Linked DNA regions of Mus musculus: regions 1 and 2 are each linked to region 3. Evidence: chromatin contacts called from public promoter capture Hi-C data. All regions are on one chromosome and are shown on one strand. The core of a region is the stretch at or near the end of the contact, and the rest is flanking DNA. Distances in the headings are between cores, read along the strand shown. Region 1 has its middle 120 kb from the start of Gm24388. Region 2 has its middle 35 kb from the start of Gm24388. Region 3 holds the start of Dydc1 (DPY30 domain containing 1).

The links. Promoter capture Hi-C pulls out the DNA fragments that hold promoters and counts their contacts.
Region 1: a contact with region 3 is called in a promoter capture Hi-C map of hippocampal neurons, with 2.6 times the contacts expected there. The contact joins the enhancer-like site here to the promoter of Dydc1 in region 3. A contact is called at or near these places in 3 of 39 promoter capture datasets (the 3T3-L1 cell line, the C10 cell line and hippocampal neurons).
Region 2: a contact with region 3 is called in a promoter capture Hi-C map of embryonic stem cells, with 2.8 times the contacts expected there. The contact joins the enhancer-like site here to the promoter of Dydc1 in region 3. A contact is called at or near these places in 3 of 39 promoter capture datasets (cranial neural crest, embryonic stem cells and liver) and 1 of 115 datasets of contacts at active chromatin or transcription factors (epiblast stem cells).

What each region holds. Positions count from the first base shown.
Region 1 is chr14:40,297,970-40,301,161 of GRCm38.p6, reverse strand. No RefSeq gene overlaps it. Among named protein-coding and RNA genes, the nearest start is that of Gm24388, 120 kb to the left of the region's middle. Within about 2 kb of position 1,356, at least 1 of the 459 cell types and tissues checked has an H3K27ac peak or open chromatin away from gene starts, as enhancers often do. A contact at or near this core is called in hippocampal neurons, where this site is marked.
Region 2 is chr14:40,454,619-40,457,716 of GRCm38.p6, reverse strand. No RefSeq gene overlaps it. Among named protein-coding and RNA genes, the nearest start is that of Gm24388, 35 kb to the right of the region's middle. Within about 2 kb of position 1,821, at least 2 of the 459 cell types and tissues checked have an H3K27ac peak or open chromatin away from gene starts, as enhancers often do. A contact at or near this core is called in embryonic stem cells, where this site is marked.
Region 3 is chr14:41,071,615-41,074,919 of GRCm38.p6, reverse strand. Dydc1 (DPY30 domain containing 1) reads right to left here and starts at 2,009. Exons shown (of 8, transcript NM_027094.1): 1 at 1,882-2,009. It also overlaps a transcript of Dydc2 not described here.

The DNA.
Region 1 (3,192 bases), core at 107-2,606, 770 kb after region 3:
TTTCACTATATGTAGAAACATAGCGATATCCCTTAAATTCAGACTCCTGCAAATTCTTTCCCTCTTCTATTGACAAATAGAAAATTACATAAACTTGGGGAAGGTGGATGGGAAATGGTATAAATAGCATGTAGACAGTAATTTCATCTACTTGTTCCGCAACTTTCGAAAGTAAACCAAACTTGTATGCATTCATATTTTTATAACATTTGTTTTGTATAATATTCTTGTATTTACTTACATAAGTTTTACTTTTGCTATGGGACCATTGAAAATAAATGGAGGTCTAGTGATAAGTAGATAAACATCCCCTGAAGATAGTAAAAGTAAACACATTAGGAAGAATTTGAAGCATCATATACATAACTTTTTGGATGAAATATCATATCTAGGAGGTAATCACAAAAATGTTTTGTTTGGAGCATAAATTCTATGAGGGTAGTAACAGATATTACGTTACAACTCATTCAGTAACACAACAAAAAAGAAAAATATAAAACAAGCATACACATATGAGACCCACAGAAGACAAGATAGATAAAAATCTCAGCATGTAGAGGGGAGGTAGGCACAGAATCCTCTCTGTAGCTAGGTATTATTAACAATTGATAGCTTCTTGGAGAAGGAGCATCAGTTTTAATAGCTTGGCCCCTGGCAAGTTGACCTCCCTCCACACAAGCAAGAATACCTAGAGTAGCAAAAATTGCACTTGATGATTTAAAATTACAAATAGGAGTACACAACATTGGGATGGATCTTGGAGGAGTCAGGGAGGGCAGGAGTATAATAAAATACATTGTGTAATGTCCTCTAAGAACTAAAATGAGAGAAATTGCTTTTAAAAACTGCAATATCTGGAAGCTGGAGAGATGGTGGTGTCTAAAACATTTATTGATCTTGCATAGGGCCCAACCTTCATTTGAAGGTTAGAGACATGGGTAACACACAACTGCATGTAACTTCAGCTTCTGATTTGACATACTATTCTGGCCATTTTGGACATGTGCACACACATAATATATTCTCCCTCATACACACATTAATAAAAGTAAATCCTCAAAATAGCATTATTTCCAAAATCCTTGTAGGTAAGTCTGTGTTATGATTCTTTAGAACATGTGGGTATTATAATTCCTTGGAACAGAGTCTGGGGAAATTAAGGTATAAATCACATAGTCTTATCATTTTATATTTTAAATTGGTAGATTCTGAGAAATAAAGAACTTTAGTAGTAATTTATTTACTGACTATTCAATTTTATCTCAAATTTTTGCTTGTGTGTGGTAACAGGTTAGAGGGAAAAAAATCACGTAAAATGAATATGTTCTTTTAAAGATAGTGTTCATGAATAGCACCAAGCTGAGTTTATACCATCTGTTCTTGTACCTGGAATAGAAACAATGCTGTGTGATCAGTTCTCTTAAAGGGGAAAAGACAGAAATAACTATTATTTCAATAGTTCTGACTCCTGAAAGATTAGATAAAACCCACTGGGGACTTAGAATGAACTGAGTTTTGTCTCGGCTGAAGAGTCACTCATAATTTGTAAGATGGCAACCTGATTTTAAGTGGCTTGGCTGTCTGCCCCAGGAGGAAATTCTCATTTCTCCATCAACCTATATGATAAACAAATATGCTTTATGTGCTTTCTCAGTTTGTATAGAATCTGTATGGAACATGGCCTTGGGCCACTTGAAAATGCGTCTATAAAAGTTTATTGTAGATAATGGCTCCCAGGATGTTGTACCCAGTCTTCTTCAGCCATAGACAATGTCTGCTATGAATGATGTGTCAGCAATATATGACATCTCTTTGCAGAAATTGATTTAACCCCTGGCTATAATTATTTTTAAATACTGGAATGAACCATCTACAAAATATAAAATGTATTCATGCTGCTGAGAGCTTCATGAAGAGAGCCATAGTGAACTCAAGGTAGATTGCTGCCCCAGGAAGAGTAGCCACACGTCTAGCCAAGGTTCCACCCAGAGCCTTTCTTCTAAATAGCACTATGGTTTCCATCTAAGCTGCTAGATTTAACAAAATGTTAATTTCTGTCTTCTCATAGAATTTAAAACTTTCCTTTACAGGAGTCTTTAAAATTCTTTACAAAATGATTTTAGAGCCTTTGTGATTTCTAGTACTACTGAAAATTATATTTCATTTTAATTTTTGGATGAAAACTGCTACAGAATGAATAATTACTACATTCAATTTATTTATGTTTTGTAGAATCTGTAACAATAACTAACATGAGTTGCACCCTTTATCACCTTTTACTTGTTTCCACTCAGTGTAGTTCAGTATTTAAATATTGTTCTGTAACTATCACCACCATCCATCTTTAGAACTCTTCCCCCTAGGAAACTTGTAATTATATATCCAAGAAGTAGTTCCTTCCCACCTGCTCTGGCCTGTCTCTGACAACCAGCACCCCACCTTTTATTTCCATCAGTTTGATTTGTCTAGGTGCATCCTAGGGAAAGACTCATAAGTGTTTTTGTATTATGACTGCTGACTTTTATTTCACTTAGCATAACGTTTTCATGTTTTATAATACTGAAACTTGCCAGAATTTCCACTTTCCTGAAGGCTGATTAATATGCCACCTTGTGTATATTGCATTTATATATTCATCATTCATAAGCATTTTAACTGCTTCTATCATTTGACTATTGCAATTAGTCCTGCTACACCCCTGGTCAAACTCTGTTCATGTCCCTGATTTTGATTCTTTTGAATGTATCCTCAGAGAACCAACTAAATTATTTATTAATTATATTTTGTGGTTTCCATAGTGATGCTCATTCTTTATGTTTGCACTAGCAGTAAACAATGGCTTCCAAATTTCCACTTATTTTTGCCAGTATGTGTTTAGTTAACTTCCTTCTTTCCATTTTCCTCCTTCTTTTTCTCACCATCTACTCCTTATTTCATTCCTCATATATATATATATATATTTGTCCTACCAATCTCTTTTGTGGTCCAGGCTTGCTTTGACCTGAAGCTCAGCTTTACTGGTGCTCATTTATAGTCATATAACATTATGACTGTCTTCTTTTCTTTTCCTTACCCAATCTCTTATTCCATTTTCTCTTCTAGTTCCAACATCTTCTATTTCTCAAAGTTAATATCATTATTTATTGATTGTTGGGGTTAATAGCATCCCACATCCATTCAGGGCTCCAGAGG
Region 2 (3,098 bases), core at 572-3,071, 620 kb after region 3:
TTCCAAACATATACAGGCATATAATGAACTTAAAAATGAGAAAACTGGATTAGAAATTGCACCAAGCTACATGTGACTGATGGAACTGAACTGAAAAATCTAGATCATAGTCTATTACAAACTGTTTCCCCTCCGTACCCAACATTCAACTGATTCACAATTATCTAGACCTTTAAAGAGCAATTTTTAATAAAAAGCACTTGGCTACCCTAACAATTTTTTCCATAAATTGAAATGATAGTAACTGAATTCATCATTTTCTACAAACTAAGTTAATTTTAGGCAAAGTGACTTCATTGATGAATGTGTTTCATCATTTATTTAGATGTTGAAGCTATCATAGTAAGTTTTTATAAGCTGGTGAACACTGACAAACTATTTCTCCCACAGAATTATAACCACACCTTCCCAGACAGAATAAATATATGGTCGAACTAACTTTAATACACATCACCATTTTATCGATTACATAATAAAACAAATGATCACGTATCCAATTATTAAGTTACATAACTCAAAAGGCATACAAAATATTTCTGCTCAGTTCACTAGCAGATCCTACTTTTTCTTTTTTGCAAGAGATTGGGAAGAGAAAAGGAAAATCATAATTCAAACAAGCTGGAAAACTTCTGATAGGTACGGAAAACACCAAAAAATTCAGAAATTTTGATTAAGAATTGGTTAGCTACAACAATGTATCTGTACATCTTAAAAATATTTACTAAATTAAAGAGCATATTCTACATGTTCTGCACAAGACAAAGTCAACATATTACTAAAAATATTTCATAGCCTCCACTCGTTTCTTTTTCGGGCTCTCCTAGTTAGGGTGCACTTCTGAGTGCAAACATTAAACTATAAGGCTTTTGTCTGGAGACATTATTGAAGATATGTGCTTCTGTAACAAAGTTGATTTTCAAACAGAGCTTTCCCAAAACAGAACAAAATGAGACAGACGTATTAAATAATCAGCACAAGACTTAGTTAAAAAATTAAAAAAATAAAGGATGGCTAAGCAAACTTGACGTATTCTGGTGTTAAGTGTGGGAGATGTAAACAGAGTGAGCAGGCTGATAACAAGAGAAGCCCTGCAGTGTTTGAAATCACTGGAGGAATACACCATGGATGGTCTAGAGAGTTTTTAGTTCCTGCAATTTTGGTTCTGTATGATGCTAAAAACATACACGTATTGTGCTGGGTATTTGGGCACCTAATCCTTCTAAATTATAGATTAATAATATTCTGGCACAGGAGTACATTTAATGACATAACTCAATACCTTATTTTAGGAAAGGTCAATTGGTACAAATAAGCACATTTTAAATGCTGACAAGCAAAAATCTTTTGCTAAGTGTCCAAACATGTTGATCATAGCCCAAATATAGAGGTTGCAATTCTCTCAAACCTATGGCCTGGTAAAACTGGTTTCCAATATTCCTGTGAAGCTTCAGTAGACTTATTTGGTAAGCCGACACATTGGGTAATTACAAATGACAAATCAGGTCCCATCTGAAGTTCTACTTCCAAGGCAATGTCATCAGACACTGTTGCGAGCAGGCTTGCTGCTCACATGGACAGGGTACACCTGAGTGGCAGGCCTGGGGCTGAAAGAGAGGGGAATTAGGCGGTTGAGAGAAAAATGGAGCTAAGACAAGATTCCTGATCAAAGCTTAAATGTTTAATGGCAAATGTGCTTATAAAGGAGGAGGAAGGCCCATTCCCGCCAATTCATCCTTGGAGCCTGGAACCAGCTGCAGGTGATGGCATGCAGGATAGGGTGTAGTCTCTGGAATAGCTCAGCAGCCTCCCAGCGGGTAGCAGTATCTTGAAGGGGAACAGAGACAGTGGCTGAACAATAGAGTGATCTAGGGAGGAAAGCTCCACCCTAGGTAATCTCCTTAGTGGCAGCAAGGTCAAGGTCTGGCTCAGCCTACTTCAGGCTGGGGGATGTTACAATTTCCTCCCTGTTATTAATATTAAAAAAAAAGTTGGACTGAGGCATAATATTTATTTATGCTCTATAGTCCTGCCTGGGAATTATGGTGGCTGGCAGCTGTGCCTGTCTTAGGAAATCTTAGATCTTCCCGAACCATCTAATTCCATCTTGGAGGCTACGTGCAGGTAGTTTGTGTTATATTTCACACAAAACATGGCTCTGTGGTGTGTTATCAACAGCCTTTTGGCATGTACCTCTGTCTTAGATTGGTATGGTTCTGAGATCTGGGTGCCGGTCATTGACTGTCAGGCCCTCATTAGCACACCTTATTCCCAATTCAGAACAAAGCCATAATATGTACTATGAATGCTTCTTCATGAAGATTTAATAAATGCCACCAGTGCTGTTGGAGGCAAGGGTGCACACCTGCTGCAGTCAGGCTGAGGGGCGTTGACTAACCTGCTTGAAAAACAAAGTCGAGACAGTGAAAAGCAACAGTACAAAAGCTTCTTTGGGGAAGTCCAGGTACTCCATTCAATTGCAAATTAGCAATGATCAGGCTTAGACTCAGAGCACCTGGTGTGGGGGAGGTGACTTTGAGAATCACAGAAAGGCTGTAACTTTCTGGGAGCAGAGGCTGTGCTCCAAATTAACTTTTCGGCTAAAGAGGATTTTTAGCTATAATCAAGGTCAGAGTCATACTTCCTGGGAGATTCAGGATCTGTGTCCAGTTGACAAACTAATCTCTCAGGCAGCCATCCCGCTCCCTCTTCTTTTTGCAAAAAAACACAGACCAAGCCCCTTCCCCAGATAAGGACCAGGTCTGGACCCTTCCATTTGTTAGTTAATGGGTCCCGCCACTTTACCAGGACATAAGAACTAGAAGTAACAGGATGCGAGTGGCGATCCACTGCAGACTGACCTTTAACATCAGTTTGCAAAAAAATTAGAACAAATAAAGCAAAAGCAAGATGTGCCTTTGGTGACCTTAGGGGATATAACTATCCCTGTTTTGTTTTTAAAAGCCAATTTTTTAAAGTGCGATGAGCACGTTCAACCATTTTTTGTCCAATGGGGTTATAAGGAATTCCAGTTTTATGTTTAATGCCAAATTCTTTACAAAATGAAGTAAATTTTTTGCTAGAATAGGATGGGCTGTTAT
Region 3 (3,305 bases), core at 760-3,259:
TTAATTTGGGCTGCTGTACACTTTCAGAAGTTCACTCCATTATCATCATGTCAGGAACATGGCAGCATCCAGGCAGCCATGGCAAGGGAGGAGCTGAAAGTTCTACATCTTAATCTGAAGACCTCCAGGAGAAAACTGGCATCCTCAGGCAGCTAGGAGGAAGCTCTCAAAGCCCACTCCTACAGTGACACAACCCAAAGGCCACACCTCCTAACAGTGCCACTCCCTAGGCCAAGCATGTTCAAACCACCACAACTTCCCTTTAGGTTCACCTCAAGCTCTTCCCTGACATCTTATGGGCTCTTATTCCTGCCATTCTACATATCACACCCTATACTTTCCCATCTCAATAATCCTTTCCTTCCTCTACTCTTGGAACATACCTCCTCACCTTCAAGCCACAGATCATGTCTGGCTCCAGAGTTTTGTCAAGCAGTACAAGGGAGTTTCCCCTGCTTCAAGTAGATCCTACATCCCTTGTCATGCTGCCGAAGAAGTGTATAAAATGTGTGAGTATGTGTGCGCATGCTCATTTGTGTATGTTATGTGCACACTCGAGAGGATGTGAGTGTGTGTGTGTGTGTATGTGTGTGTGTGCACCACTGTCTCTCCATGGTGGCACATGAGCAAATATATGCCCACTCCCAGCTGTTTCCCTGTCTTTTCAGATATGAAGGCAGATGCATGAGTTTTGGGGGATTGACTATTTCTATTTACCTCATATAGGATTTGCAGATGGACAATAACAGACCAAACAAATGATTCCACCCAAGCCCAGAATTGGGACACAATGATATTAAAAGATCAGAATATGTTCACCATTGCAGTTCTTGACTCCTGTCTCAAAGGTGCAGACTCAAGACTGAAATGACATGAGAACATGGTATTTGTACATTATTACCATAGTCAGACTGAAACGCCACTTGAATGTCCAGGTAGAGGTTCAATTACATACAATACCATGGAATCCAGAGACAATATAAGGGAATGGAGATGCTCTCTAAAATAAGGAGTGGATTCCTAGTGAGTCACAATGCAGGAGGAAAGGGTGACATAGCAATTGCTTCTGCTACCAAAGGAATATACACATGTATGTGTAAGTGTAGCCCTAGGAACTGACTGGAGCTGGCACAAATGAGCTGATTTCCAACTAGGTTGGCACTGGTGTCCTAACCACAAAGAGAAAAACATTATGAAAATTTATTTATAGAGATAAAATCACCATGTGGACATATCAATGTTATTTGAAGTTCAGTTACATAAAACATGGAAGATACTCTTTCTGCTGCTCCAAAATCATAAAACGTGAGAAAGGAACAATGGTTGTCAAGGAGGGACCTCTGATCTAGAATTTTGGCCAGGGTCTTTCTGGGGTTTCTGGCAGCTGCTTAGCATTCTCAGTGGGGTTTTCATGAGGTCCCTCCGTCATTTCTGTAACATACATGTCCTGGTCATGTGAGGAAACTCATAGCCATCTCTTCTGTCCTAAGAAATGTTATTTCCCAACAAACACCAGTGTGCACTCAACTCCACAGAAAGAAAGTCCGTCCCCACAGAAACACCTGCCTCTGAACTGGAGCAGCTGCTTTGAGCCACTGAAGGATGTCCTCTGCCAGGGCCTGGGAAGAGGTGCTGGATTCGGCACTCAAAACTACAGCAGACCTAATTCAACTTGAATTTCTGAGAAACAATGAATAATTGTCTTCTAGTATATTTGTGCTGGAAAGTAACCTGTTTGTCTAAAAACAAATTTCAATCAGGCAGCCACCAACCTAGACACTTAGGTTAGTTTTCCTATTGGGTGGCTAGTGGGCCGGAGATGGGAGGAGGAAGAGAAAGAGGAGAAACCGGAAGAGAGGAGGGAGGAGAAGGGGAACTAACCCTCTCTCGGACTCCGGGTTGAGACCTCCGCCTCCGGGTTATGACTCGCAAGGTGAAAATTTGACAACTGCTTCTGCAGAGACACTAGAGAACCGGTTCGAAGGAAAACGGCCCAGCCTCCTTGGTCCACGCAGCTGATGCACGTTCTGGCCACCTGCCAGTGAGTCGCGTCCCGTTGCCTGGCAACGAGAGCACGCTCAAGTGTAGCGCTAAGGTTCCATTGCTACCCAATCAGTGGAGGCAAAGAGAAATGAAAGGGGAATTCGCGCAGTGGGAGTGGGGGTGGGAGTGGGCGTGGGAGGGGTGGCGTTCTCTAGCCTGAGCTTGGAGTGCGCACTGTAGGGGATGGGGCACGCACGCAGATGGGAGAACCAGATTTATGGGAGAGGAAGCACTGTGGAGAAACAGCGGGACAGAGACTTGGAACCTAGCAGGCATAGGAACCCTTAGATAGGAGCCCTGTGGACCAGCAGATCTTTGAAAGTCAGGGGAGACTCCTTTGATCCCTGGGGATTAAAGCTGCAAGCTTGTTGTCGGCTTGGCAATTTTAAGACTCCACACCTTTCAGAGCAAACTCAAACGCAAGCAACTTCAGGTTACCCAAAGGCACCCTCTGCCAGGCCCTCCTATGCACTTTCCCCTGATGTGCTTGGTTAGTTTTTGTCAACGTGACACAAACCTAGATATACCTTGAAGGAGGAAATCTCAAATGAAGAACTGCCTCCATCAGACTGACTTGTGGGCATGTATGTCTGTGAAGCGTTTTCTTGATTGCTAATTATGGGCATATGCCCACTATGAGCTGCGAGTGCCCATCCCTGAGAAGGTGGACTTGTGCTGTGTAAGAAAGGTAGCTGAAGCCGGGCAGTGGTGGTGCACACCTTTAATCCCAGCACTCAGGAGGCAGAGGCAGGCAGATTTCTGAGTTCGAGGCCAGCCTGGTCTACAGAGTGAGTTCCAGGACAACCAGGGCCACACATAGAAACCCTGTCAAGCAAGGAAGGAAGGAAGGAAAAGGAAAAAAAGAAAAAAAAGAAAAGGAAAAGGGGAAAAGGAAAGGAAGGAAAAGGTAGCAGAGTCAGCCAGGGAAAGCGAGCCTGTAAGCAGCATTTCTGTCATAGTTACTGTTTCATGCTCTTGCACTGAGTTCCTGGCTTGGCTTTCCTTGATGACGACTGACTGTAATCTGTAAACCAGATAAATCCTTTTGTCCCCCAGTTCGCTATTGGTCATGGTGTTTATCAGAGCAAGAAAAAGCAAACTATGGGCATGGCATTGCTTAGTGGTAGAGGCTTTCATAAATGCAAGAAGGGACACTAATGGATCAACAACGAATGAGCCCTCCCTCTACCCACCTACCCCCAACATCAGAGCACTCAGACATATTTACTCAGGACTTAGTATGTGACTGTACTGGCTGGTTT